Regions from separate parts of the Pan troglodytes genome. Here regions 1 and 2 are each linked to region 3. The links are chromatin contacts, called in public Hi-C maps. All regions are on one chromosome and are shown on one strand. The core of a region is the stretch at or near the end of the contact, and the rest is flanking DNA. Distances in the headings are between cores, read along the strand shown.

The links. Hi-C and Micro-C count contacts between places; a contact is called where the count stands out from the background.
Region 1: a Hi-C map of induced pluripotent stem cells shows a contact between it and region 3, with 1.9 times the contacts expected there. The contact joins two enhancer-like sites. A contact is called at or near these places in 2 of 7 Hi-C or Micro-C datasets (induced pluripotent stem cells and stem cell-derived neural progenitor cells) and 1 of 1 datasets of contacts at active chromatin or transcription factors (stem cell-derived excitatory neurons).
Region 2: a contact with region 3 is called in a Hi-C map of stem cell-derived neural progenitor cells, with 2.8 times the contacts expected there. The contact joins the promoter of POU3F1 here to the enhancer-like site in region 3. A contact is called at or near these places in 2 of 7 Hi-C or Micro-C datasets (induced pluripotent stem cells and stem cell-derived neural progenitor cells) and 1 of 1 datasets of contacts at active chromatin or transcription factors (stem cell-derived excitatory neurons).

The regions. Positions count from the first base shown.
Region 1 is chr1:192,960,101-192,964,105 of NHGRI_mPanTro3-v2.0_pri, forward strand. No RefSeq gene overlaps it. Among named protein-coding and RNA genes, the nearest start is that of POU3F1, 17 kb to the left of the region's middle. Within about 2 kb of position 2,326, at least 15 of the 24 cell types and tissues checked have an H3K27ac peak or open chromatin away from gene starts, as enhancers often do. A contact at or near this core is called in induced pluripotent stem cells and stem cell-derived neural progenitor cells, where this site is marked.
Region 2 is chr1:192,943,367-192,946,977 of NHGRI_mPanTro3-v2.0_pri, forward strand. POU3F1 (POU class 3 homeobox 1) reads left to right here and starts at 1,476. Exons shown (of 1, transcript XM_009454161.5): 1 at 1,476-3,611. The coding sequence starts at 1,584. The coding sequence ends at 2,939. LOC104007392 (a long non-coding RNA gene) reads right to left here and starts at 1,326. Exons shown (of 5, transcript XR_681614.5): 1 at 695-1,326.
Region 3 is chr1:192,410,827-192,414,938 of NHGRI_mPanTro3-v2.0_pri, forward strand. No RefSeq gene overlaps it. Among named protein-coding and RNA genes, the nearest start is that of RRAGC, 280 kb to the left of the region's middle. Within about 2 kb of position 1,680, at least 3 of the 24 cell types and tissues checked have an H3K27ac peak or open chromatin away from gene starts, as enhancers often do. A contact at or near this core is called in induced pluripotent stem cells and stem cell-derived neural progenitor cells, where this site is marked.

The DNA of each region.
Region 1 (4,005 bases), core at 1,076-3,575, 550 kb after region 3:
CCATTGTCTTCCAGAGCCCAGCCTTATGCTGAACCTAACAAGCCCCCTCCAGCCCAGGACTGGTTGGTGGCCCTCCAGAACCTCTGGTTCCGTCCTGAGGGACCCTCTGCAGGGGTCTCACAGTCCCTGCCTTGAGGACAAGCTGGGTGATGTTCAGCCAGATCCCAACCCTCTCTGGGACTTTACATCCCCTTCTGAGAAATGGGGAGGCGCTGGCCTTCCATTTGCACAGAGAAGGCCTAGGGTGAGGAGTGGGGAGCAGGGGAAGAAGGGCCCTCTTTCTCATGTTCCCTCTGGGGGCACATACCCCATCCCATGCCACCTCCTTGCCCATTCTCCAGATGCTCAGCAGGGAAGGAGAGCACAGCAGAGGGCCGAAGCGCGGCCCTGAAGGTCATCTTGCACGTCAGCACTGGGGCAGCCCCAAAACCCCTTGCGCCCTGGCTCCCCGCCTGGACCACAACACAGGCTCCATTGACTCCTGTGCGCCCTCCTTCCCAAGATGCACACAAAGCCGTGGGCTCGTGGTTACTGCCCACGGGCCCCTGAGCCCCACAGGACCCACCCAGGGAAGGAGGCCAGAGCTGGCTGGCTGGCTGCAGCTCCTAAGGGGCTGGCAGGAGGGAAGGATCGTGCACCTACGCAAGAATCTCCTGGTTCTGGGCAGAAAGCCCTCATAGCCGACCTCTAGGCCCTGTTCTACCCAGGCTGGAATGGAGTCAAAGACCTTGAGGACCCAGCTGGGGCAAATTCTCTGCCAGTGCCACCTCTACCCACCCTTCATCCTGTTTACATCTTGCAAACACAAGGACATTCACCCCTGCCACTGAGACTAAACCTGGAGCAAAGCCGCCCTGGCCCACCCTCTGTCTCCCATAAGGGAAGTCAGGTGGGGAAAGATGCTTGTCTGGGGGAGGGGGACTGGAGGAAAGCTGGGGCTGAGAAGCTCCAGCCCCTCTGGGGGCTTCAGTTAGGGGAGGGCTGCCCCAGCAGGATGACAGAGAGATGATTAAACCCACAGAGAAGATTGATAAGGGAGCTAAACAGCTGCAACTCTGCAAGGTAGGCTGGGACAAATCTCATCTTGTCCTGGCGGCACTCAAAGCACTGGGGGGCTGGGCCAGCCTGGCTGAGCTCATGACCTACACAAGCTCCAGAGCAGGAATGGGGGCAGGGGTGGCAGGCTGCTCCCACCTTCTTCCTCAGGGCCCAGCCCCCATTCCTGCCGCCTCAGAGCTCCCTCCCTGAACAACACCCATTGGCACCTAGGCGGCGTGCCCCTCCTCCCCGGCGCCCCTCCTCCCCGGTGCCCCTTCACCCACAGCACCTCCGTCTCAGCTCTCACTCTCGGTATTATTAGATGTGATTTACAGCGGAAACGCTGAGTCAGACAAACCAAGACTTCCCCAGACAGAGGCAGTGGGAGAAGACAGGAAGAGTCCAGGGCAGCTGGCCTCCCTGGGCAGGGTCCTCAAAGGGAGTGAGGAGATGGGGACAGGGGTCCCCAGCTTCCAGGATGAGTGGGAATTTTGCCCCTCCTGTTTCTCCTTTCTGTCCCAGGCCCAGGATCTTCATCTGGGACTCCTGGATATGCAGACCCCTTTTCTGACTCCCAAGCAGCCTCTCAGCCTCAGTCCTGCCAGCCCCTGTCTCTTCCTTGGCAAGTTTGAGAAAACAGCCCAGGGATCCTGGAGCCTGGAAACAAGGTGGTTCTGCTGGGTCCTGTTTCCTCACAGCAAGGCCCCGGTTCAGAAGGCAGCCCCTGACTCCCAGAGATGAGAGGCAGGAAAAGTGCATGGCTGGGGTCCCAGCCCCCTACTCTACAAACAGAAACACGGGCACTGTGTGCTCCTGGGGCGTCCAAGGGCCCTAGAACCGGTGGAGAGCACACATTTCTGCTTCCACCTTGTGCGGAAGAGCACAGTGGGCAGGTCCGTCTCTGCTCCCTGGGTCTCTGACTCCCTGGCAGGGAGGAACTGGGCATTGTTGCCAAAAATAAACGTTCCCTCTCCCGCTCCCTGGCTCCCGGCTCCCGCTCATTAGGATGCGTGGCGTTTGGCTGCGGTCCCACACCTTGCAGCTCATTATAAATATGCAGTCGCTGCTGGCGCTACCCCAATCATCTCTGCAATCAGAGCTTTTAATTAGGTTAATTAAATTGTATCAAATCTCGCAGGGACGCAGTTCACTGATGCTGATGAGGCAGCCAAAACAGACCCCAGCTCCTCCGCTAATGAAGGCCGCTGCCTGCCTGAGCCATGAGGGAGCAGGAGCGCATAATAAACGGGCGCGTCCTCTGGGAGGAGCTGCTGCCCAGGCCCTGAGCTCTGGGGACCTGGCAGGGGGTCTAAATCAAGCAGTCCAGGCTCCAGCTGCAGCAGAGGCTCCCAGCCCAGGAGCCGGCCCCTTCACACAAGAACCAGGGCAGCTTCAGGAGCCCAGGCACTGAGAGCCTGCCACGCTTACACAGCAAACTTGAGGGGGCCCCAAAGATCCACTGACTCTGTCTGGGATTCCTCTTTACTTCTCCCCCAGAATGGCCCAATAAGGCCAGGGCTCCCTCTCCTACACACCTATATACACACACACATACACACACACACACACACACACACACACACCAGCAGTTAGCCCTGTCACTGCCCCCGGATTGTCTTATTAGCCAGAGTGGCCAGGCTGAGACTAGAAAGCCCATCCTGCCACTGCCAGCCTAGTCTCCATCTGCTATGGAGACCATCTGCCCCTGGCGGGGGGCTGGGGTGGTCTACAATGCTACCAGCCAGCAAGAGGAGGGGGTGCTGCCCCCTAGGCTCCATGTGCCAGATGGACCTTCTATATTCCACCTACCACTCCACCTCAAGAACCCTCTGCCAGGGAGGGACACCTGTCCCAGACCTCCTGGGATCAAATTAGCTAGGGAGGGGAGATGGTCCCTTCCTTCCCTGGTCCCTCGCCACCCTGAGTTCACTGTCCCGTGCCCTGGCAATCCATCTCTGGGCACTGGAGACCACAGGCTTCAGAGCTGGAGGGCCCTGCAAAGGTCCTCCCCTGCCTATAAGCAGGAAGGCAGGTGCTGCCACCTCCAAAGGGGCTGTCCCCAACACTCCACTCAGCCTGACTCCAACCCCTCCCCTTAACCCCTCCATCACTGGTCTCAGTGTCTCTGAGCAGATGAGGAGAGAGGATGGGGAAATTTTCAGTGCTCTCGGGACAAGTTGTTTCTGCTATAGAAGCTGGTTTTTTTGGTTTGGAAAGGTGTTTTTTTTTCTTCTTTTTTCCACCCAGTGATGTGAAAACATGAAACCCGAAACCAACCCCCTACATTTGTCACCTCTGAGAGAAGCCTTTGGGGTAACTGGGAGAAAGCTGTAAATGACTCAGGCTGATTCAGGGCAGGGGGGTGCTGCCCAGCTGCCTGGGGCACCACAGTTTCATTAACCCGATCTGAGCATGGCCGTCAGGTGACAGATGCAGGGAGGGGAAAGGAAGCCCTTTCCATCCTCTGCTTACCCCCAAACACAGCAGTTCCCTTGATATATTCCTCTTGCCTAGAAAAAGCTGGGTCCTTAGCTCCGTTCTGGACGAGCCTCTCCTACCACCACGCAGGAGCACAGGGCTGGACTGTGCAACCACCCCAGCCCCAAGCAGTTTGTTCCCTTTGCATTAAACGAAGCGGACAAGATGAACAAGGAGACCTAGGTGTATGCTTCACCTAGGAGAAGTAGACTGGACACGACTTCCTAAATGTGATGATGATGGATCCAGGAATAGGGAGCCAGGAAATTCCTTACAGGGAGCCTGAGAAGCAGCGGAGACGTTCTTCCCTCTGGCCAGAGCAGTTGAGGAAAGAACAGGCAGAAGCATGAACTAGGCAGCCTCCTCTACACTCCAACCTCTCAGCAGTAGGCTTGGGAAGGGAAGCTCTGCCTCCCTTTGTTTTACAGCTTCTCTCTGATCCTTCCCTGCACTTTTTGCTGAGACAGACCTGTGAAGACCTGGTTGGGT
Region 2 (3,611 bases), core at 226-2,725, 530 kb after region 3:
GCCCTGTAAGCTATAAATCCACTTGAGGCTAGATCCAGGAGAGAAAAGAGGGAGGACTGGCAGCTGAAGACTCCCTGGGACCCAAGCCTCGGTGTGGGGAAGAGGAGAAAACACAGCTCGGTACCCTCAGCCTGGGGCCCAAGGTCGGGTAAGAAGGCACAAAGGAACTGCAGTGAGGTCCGACTCCACTCAAGATCCTTCAGGGAGTCCTCAAGGGCTGGGGCGTGAGGAGGTAGCTAAATTCCACTGCCCACCTTTCCAACAAGGCCTCCTCAATCTCAATTCCCTTTTCAGCAGCTCCAGGCAAGTCCGGGCAAACTCTAGCCCAGGGCTCTTCGCGAGGCTGGACAGCTCCCGGCCTGCACGCCGGATTTCTGGAGAGCCCGAGCCCCTTCCCTGAGCCCATCCTTCTCCTCTCCCGGGGCGTGATCCCACCACGACCACAGCCGATGAGCCGTTCAAGCTGGGAGAAGGAGCGAGAAGGCTGCAGCGGCGCAGGTCAGATACCCCTGGGCCCAACGTCCACCCCCCACTAGCGCCCTTGCCAGCAGCGTTTTCCCCGGAGCCAGAGTCTCCACCTCGAGATCTTCTCCTTCTGGAACCCCGGAGCGCGGCCGGGTACCAGGGGCTCGCGTAGGACTGTAGAACCGCTGCCGCCCGCCGTCCCAGCCCCAGCTGCCCGCGCGGTACTCACCTGGGCCTCAGTGCCCGGGAGAAGGTGTGCCCGCGCGAGGCGTGAAGCCAGAGTCCATCCGACTCCGCCCGCACCGGACGCGCTCTCAGGGCAGAGGAGGTCGGCGGAGTTGTGACGCTGGGACTAGAGGAAGGAGAAGGAAAGCCGAGACGGGCCGGGCAGACGCGCCGAGGAGCGCCCAGTGCACGCTGGCAGCCGCGGGAGGCGAGGCGGGCGCGGTGAGCAGTCGCGCCGGAACCGAGCCGCGAATCCGCGCCGCCTCGCGCTCGCAGCCGCCAGGACCCGCGGGAATCCTGGTCCGCCGGCAGCGGTACTGAGGAGGGAGGGGCGCGGGGCTGAGCCGCTTCTCGGAGCCCGAGCGCTTCTCGGAGCCCGAGCGCCTCCCGGAGCCCGCAATCCCTGCTGCCCGGGCGGGATGCGGGCGGGAATTCAGCTCGCGTGGAATGTGGGACCGGCCGGGCTCAGAGTCTCCAGCGCTGGGGGAAAGCGGGGCCCACACAGCCAGGACGAGAGGGGGTGCGGTCCCAGGGCCACCCCCGCGCCACTCCCCACGTGGCGGCCGCGCCCCCGGGGCGTGAGTGTGTACGCGGACGGTAGGGGGGCCGTGAATGAAGCCCCGGCGGCCAATCAGCACGGCCGGCGCGCGGGACCCCGGGAGCGACGCCCAATGGAGAGCTCTGGGCGGCCGGGCAGGGTGGCGGGCGGGCGCGGGGGGCGGGGGCCGGGCCGGGGAGGCGGGAGGCGGCTCCGCGGGCAGCCAATGGGCGGCGGGCGGGGTGGGGCTCCGGAGCGCCGAGCGGGTCGGGGCTTTAAGCCGGCGGAGCGAGGCGGCGGGGCCCGCAGACGGAGCGGAGCGGCGGCGGCGGCGCGGCGCAGGGCGCGGGGCGGCATGGCCACCACCGCGCAGTACCTGCCGCGGGGCCCCGGTGGCGGAGCCGGGGGCACCGGGCCGCTTATGCACCCGGACGCCGCGGCGGCGGCGGCGGCGGCGGCGGCCGCGGAGCGATTGCATGCAGGGGCCGCGTACCGCGAAGTGCAGAAGCTGATGCACCACGAGTGGCTGGGCGCGGGCGCGGGCCACCCCGTGGGCCTAGCGCACCCCCAGTGGCTACCCACGGGAGGAGGCGGCGGCGGCGATTGGGCCGGTGGCCCGCACCTAGAACACGGCAAGGCAGGCGGCGGCGGCACCGGCCGAGCCGACGACGGCGGCGGCGGCGGAGGTTTCCACGCGCGCCTGGTGCACCAGGGGGCGGCCCACGCGGGCGCGGCATGGGCGCAGGGCAGCACAGCGCACCACTTGGGCCCGGCCATGTCGCCCTCGCCCGGGGCCAGCGGGGGCCACCAGCCCCAGCCGCTCGGGCTGTACGCGCAGGCGGCCTACCCGGGGGGCGGCGGCGGCGGCCTGGCCGGGATGCTGGCGGCGGGCGGTGGCGGCGCGGGGCCGGGCCTGCACCACGCGCTGCACGAGGACGGCCACGAGGCGCAGCTGGAGCCGTCGCCGCCGCCGCATCTGGGCGCCCACGGACACGCACACGGACATGCACACGCGGGCGGCCTGCACGCGGCGGCGGCGCACCTCCACCCGGGCGCGGGCGGCGGCGGCTCATCGGTGGGCGAGCACTCGGACGAGGATGCGCCCAGCTCGGACGACCTGGAGCAGTTCGCCAAGCAGTTCAAGCAGCGGCGCATCAAGCTGGGCTTCACGCAGGCCGACGTGGGGCTGGCGCTGGGCACGCTCTACGGTAACGTGTTCTCGCAGACCACCATCTGCCGCTTCGAGGCCCTGCAGCTGAGCTTCAAGAACATGTGCAAGCTCAAGCCGCTGCTCAACAAGTGGCTGGAGGAGACCGACTCGTCCAGCGGCAGCCCCACCAACCTGGACAAGATCGCGGCGCAGGGCCGCAAGCGCAAGAAGCGCACGTCCATCGAGGTGGGGGTCAAAGGCGCGCTCGAGAGCCACTTTCTCAAGTGCCCCAAGCCCTCGGCGCACGAGATCACCGGCTTGGCAGACAGCCTGCAGCTGGAGAAGGAGGTGGTGCGCGTCTGGTTCTGCAACCGGCGGCAGAAGGAGAAGCGCATGACCCCTGCGGCCGGCGCGGGCCACCCGCCCATGGACGATGTATACGCGCCTGGGGAGCTAGGGCCTGGCGGGGGCGGCGCATCGCCACCCTCCGCGCCCCCACCGCCCCCGCCGGCGGCGCTGCACCACCACCACCACCACACACTGCCCGGCTCCGTGCAGTGACCCCGCGGGCCGGGCCCCCGCCGGCGCGCTGCAGGGCGCGGGCGCGCAGCCCGCCCGCGCGGCCTGGACTCTTTTTGTTCGGTTGCTTTGGATTTTACAAAAAAAAAAAAAAAAAAAAGCCCAGAAACTTTCGAACAAAACCAAACACCCGGACGACCCTCTCCGGTGAGCGGCGAAGACAGCCCGGTAGGCTGCGTCGCCCGAGCCCCGAGAGAGGAGCGAAGATCCGGAACTCGCCAACTCACCCCGGGCATCCTGCCCGCCGCCTGCTCTCTGCCCCCATCCCCTCGACGACCCCCGCCCCTGCCCCCCCGGGCTGTTCGGGGCCGGATCCCGGCAGCGGCCTCCCCAAAGCGACAGGTAACGCGGTGCGGGGTTAGGGATTCCCCGGGAGAGAGGACGAAGCGAGGAGAGTTCTCCATCCCCTCTCCCCGCGTGGACTCCTGAGCCTGCGGGTCCAGGGTGGGGGGCTGTCACTTTATTCGCTACACGCCTCTTCTCTCCTATAAGGATGCGCCCCACCCCCTTTTCCCCTTTCTCCGGGCTTGGTTTTTTACGGTTTTTATTTATTCGTGGAGCCTCTCGGCTCCTGGGGTCCTTCTAACTCCGCCCGCGCCCTTAATTTAAATCGCTGTATACTGTATTTATCGGGGCCCCGGAGGGGAGGTCGCG
Region 3 (4,112 bases), core at 430-2,929:
CCCAGTGGGACGTGGGAAACCCATTCATTCCAGTAGACCTGGAAACTGAGCCTCAGACCAGATAGCACTAATCGATGATGAAAATGTGAGCAGCAGTCAGCATTTACATGGTACTAAAATATTTTTACATCCATCCATAGCTTTTCTTCTCCCTTGACATCTCTTGGTTCCATCCTGGATAGACCCTCACCTCCTATAACAATTTCTGCCTTCACTCTTGCTCCTCTCCAGTCTCCACGTGGCAGCCAGGGTGATTTTTAATTGGATCATGTCACCCCTACCTAAAAGTCTTCTGTGACTTCTCATTAAGCTTAGGATAAAATCTCCGGCTGACACAGCCTCTGAACCCCTTTTCTGCCCTTGTGTTTTCCATTCACTCTGCTTCTGCCACCAGTTCCTGGAGTCTGCCAAGCTCTTCTCTACCCCAGCACCTTTGCACTGGCTGTCCTCTATCCTGGACACGATTCCCAGTTCTCCTCCTGGTTGGCTTCATCTCATCTTTCAACTTCAATATCACCTTCTCAGAGAGGCCTTCCTAGATCTCCTGTGTGCAGTCGTTTCCCTATATGAATTTATTCTAGCATGCTCTTCATTACCTTCCTAGCCTTCCTAGGCACCATCTGTAATGATTTGTTTATTTGTCCTCTGTCTCCCCAATGACAAGGCAAGTCCCCCTAGGGCAGGGGACTTTGTTATCTTTGTCATCACCGCATCCTCAGGACCCAGCACAGTCTGGATAGACATTGACCAAATGAACTTACTGAGTGCCAACTATGTGTCAGGTTCCTCATTTAATCTTTACAGTAATCTGATGGACATGGTCAATACCCCCCATTATAGACGCTAAATCAACACTTTGATGTTACACAGCAGCAGAACAAGACACTGAACCTAAGTTACTTAACCCCACAGTCCATGTTCTTTCCATGTACTCTTCTGTGCCTGAAGCCCCAAGTCCTGATTTTGCTACTTACTGTCTATAGGACATAGAGCATGGCCCCAGCGTTTTGAACCTCCGTTTGCTCATATGTAAAATGTGGGCCTTAATAAAATCTGCCCCTGCACTATAGAGTGGCATAGACTCTGAAGCCAGGTTGTCGGGGTTCACCAGCCAGCTACCGGCTGTCTGACCTTGGATGAGTGACTTAACCTCCCTGTGCCTCAGTTTGATAATCTGTAAAATGGGCATAAGTGATGGTATTTGTAAGGACCACACGAGCAAATGTCTGTAGAGCCCTTTTTCACCTACACAGTTGTGAAAGGGTTAGCTATTGTTATCAGGAGTTGGCATATATGAACTTTATTGCTTTCCAAATCACTTCACATTCCAGCCTCACAAAAGCCCCCTGAGGTGAACAGGAAAGGCTTTATTTTCCTATTTTATAGAGGAGTAAACGGAGGCTGTGGAGGTCTTGCTGAGAGTCTCCATTCCTGACAACCTGGAAGCCCCAAACTCGAGGCCAGGTCCTGAGCAGCCCAGCGCTCTCTCCTCCGAGTCTCTGCGGCTTCTTCTCTGACTTCGTGCCGGATGTCCACGCTCCCGCTCCCGCCCCACCTGCCTTGCTTCTGCTGATCTGTCTTTTGCTCCATTAGGCAGGGCCGCGGCCCCTGGCCCTGCGAGGCGCTCTGCGCCCTCTGCGCGCTCCGGCTGCCCGCGCCCGCCCGACCCCGCCCGAGAGGTGACGGCAAAGTGAATTAGCGCGCAGCCGAGGGCGCGGGGGCGCCGAGGTGCCCGGCAGCTCCGCGGGCGCAGCACTTCCCGGCCTGATATTTGCACAAAGTGCTCTCAGGGCCTCTTTACATTTGCACTTGGCCGGGGAGTTAGCGTTTCCGCCGAGCGCGACTTCTCCAAAGGGCGCTCGCATCCTGTGTTTGAGGAACGGAGGCGAATACTTCCCACCGCTCTCCGGATCGCGTCTCCCGGTCCCCGTGTCCCCCGCCCGCTCTCGCCGCCGCCGCCCCCTCCTCTCTGGCTCGCTCCCATCCTGGGCACGCTCCCCTCTTAAGTTCTTCGTGTCTGTCTTCCTCCCGTCCACGCTCTCTCTGGTCCCTTCGGCTCCTTCCATCTCCGCCTCTCTCCATCTGTATCTCTCCCAGGTCCAGCTCTCTGCCTCTCTCTCCTGGTCTCTGTCTTTACTTCCGTTTGTCTCATTCTCCCAATCTCACTCTCTCCATCCTGGCTGGTTCCTCTCTAATTTTGCCTCCGGTCTCTCCCTCCTCCTCTCCCTCAACAATAAGGATGCCGGTCTCAGCTCAGGCCTCTCATTCCTGTGGTTGATGCCTGCATGGTGGTTTGGAGCGAAGCCTTGGCCCCATGTACTTTTCAGATCCTTTCAGAGGGTTCTTGTAGATCTAGGAGGATAGAAGGGAAGGGGCCTCAGGTCCTATGTGGGCCAAGTCCCCATTATCCATGTGGCTTTTGCTGGCTGACCATCCCAATGACGTTAACTCTGGGCACTGGCTCTTTTGCCACTGGGTCCCCTTCTCCCAAGCACAGCTCTCCAACACTGTTCTAAAGCTGGCTAAAAATTCCTCCTGGTAAATTCCAGACCTTCAGCTTCTCTTAGCAGGTGGCACCTCCAAGCCAGACTCTCCCACCTGATGGACCAGGAAATACTGATGCCCCCATCCTTACTCACCCTCCGAGCAGCCAAGTGGCCCCTGGGGCATCTGGAGTTCTTGGGCTAGTTGTCTCTGGCAGGGAGCAGCCTGGGCTGGGGCTCCTTGGAGGGATTTAAGGAGGGCATCCTGAGTTTCCTAAGAGTGTCTGGCAGGATGTGTGGCATCTGGCACTCCCTACTCTGCTGAAATGGGCTGGGTGTGGTCAAGGAAGTTCCCTCCCCCTTGGACACTTAACAGCAGTGGATTGCAGAGCACACCGTTGTTCAGGTCATCAAGGGCCCCTTAGAGTGTCTGTGATTTGTGTTCCAGATGTCCAAGGTGTCCTCAGCCCAGGCTGGGGTCAAGGAGGTAGGGGGCAGGGCGGGAGGCGGCGAGATCCAGTGACCCTGGATCTGATTTCACATGCAGTTGGATATTTCTGCCCTTCCTGCTTTGCCCATTTGGAGGCATCCAGGACCACTGCAGGCTGCCTCCTCCAACAGTGCGTTTCTGGTCTGCAGACCGGAGCTGCATGGTTATTTTGAAATACTTGATGGGGAAAAGTTTGATTGGTTCCTACACACACCGGCTTTAGCAAAAGAAATTCCAGTGTTACTTTTGTCAATAAAGAAACGACCCATTCAATTCTGTAAATCTAATTTCAATCATTGCGTTAAATACTCGCCTAAAAATGATTTTAAATATTTTATCGTACGTGAGAGCAAACTGTCTCATTAATGGTGCCTGTCAAGAATTTGAAAAGCTCCTCGTTAAAAGTTTTGCTTATTTCTGTGGAGTCAGTTGATCAATTGTGTGTAATCATTTCCAGTATAAAACCTGATATTAAAAAAATATTTCCAGAAGCAAACTCAAGTTTCTCATTAAAACATTTGAAATGATTTAATTTGGAAGTTATATACAAATTCAATATTTAATATCTTCCCTAGTATTTTGTATTTCATTTTTCTTATAATTTTATTTCATAAAAAATGTAATTAATTTTTAGAAGTTTGTCAATGGATCTACATGAGATCTGTAGAGGAGTGGAAGAATTGGTCTTGTGGTGAGATGGTGACAGCAGATGGAAAACTTCTGAGGATTTGTCTGATCTCTGAGGACAGAGGTTTCCCCCACCTGCAGGAAATAGAAAGAGAGGGGCCCTGGCATTTGGGCCTCCCCCGCTGTGCCTCTCCCTGCTGCAGTGTAGCCCAAGCTCAGCCCCAGATTCCACTCCAAGAGAGGTGGATTCCTCCGTGGGTTCCAGACACAGACCACATCTCCCAGCAGAAATGCCGCCCAGCTTTCTGCCAGCACCAGCGCTGCTTGACCACACCTGCTGCTGCCCTGTATGCCACTGTGGCGCCCAAGGCAGTGGTTTACATAGGCGGCAGCAGATGGTCTCCCTCTAGCTGGGAGGGAGGGATTGCTCCTGTGGGGGCCTTCCTTGGAGAGCTCCTCAGCCTTGCAGATTCCAGGCAGAAAATGGCTGTCCCCTCAACCTGCCTTCCTGG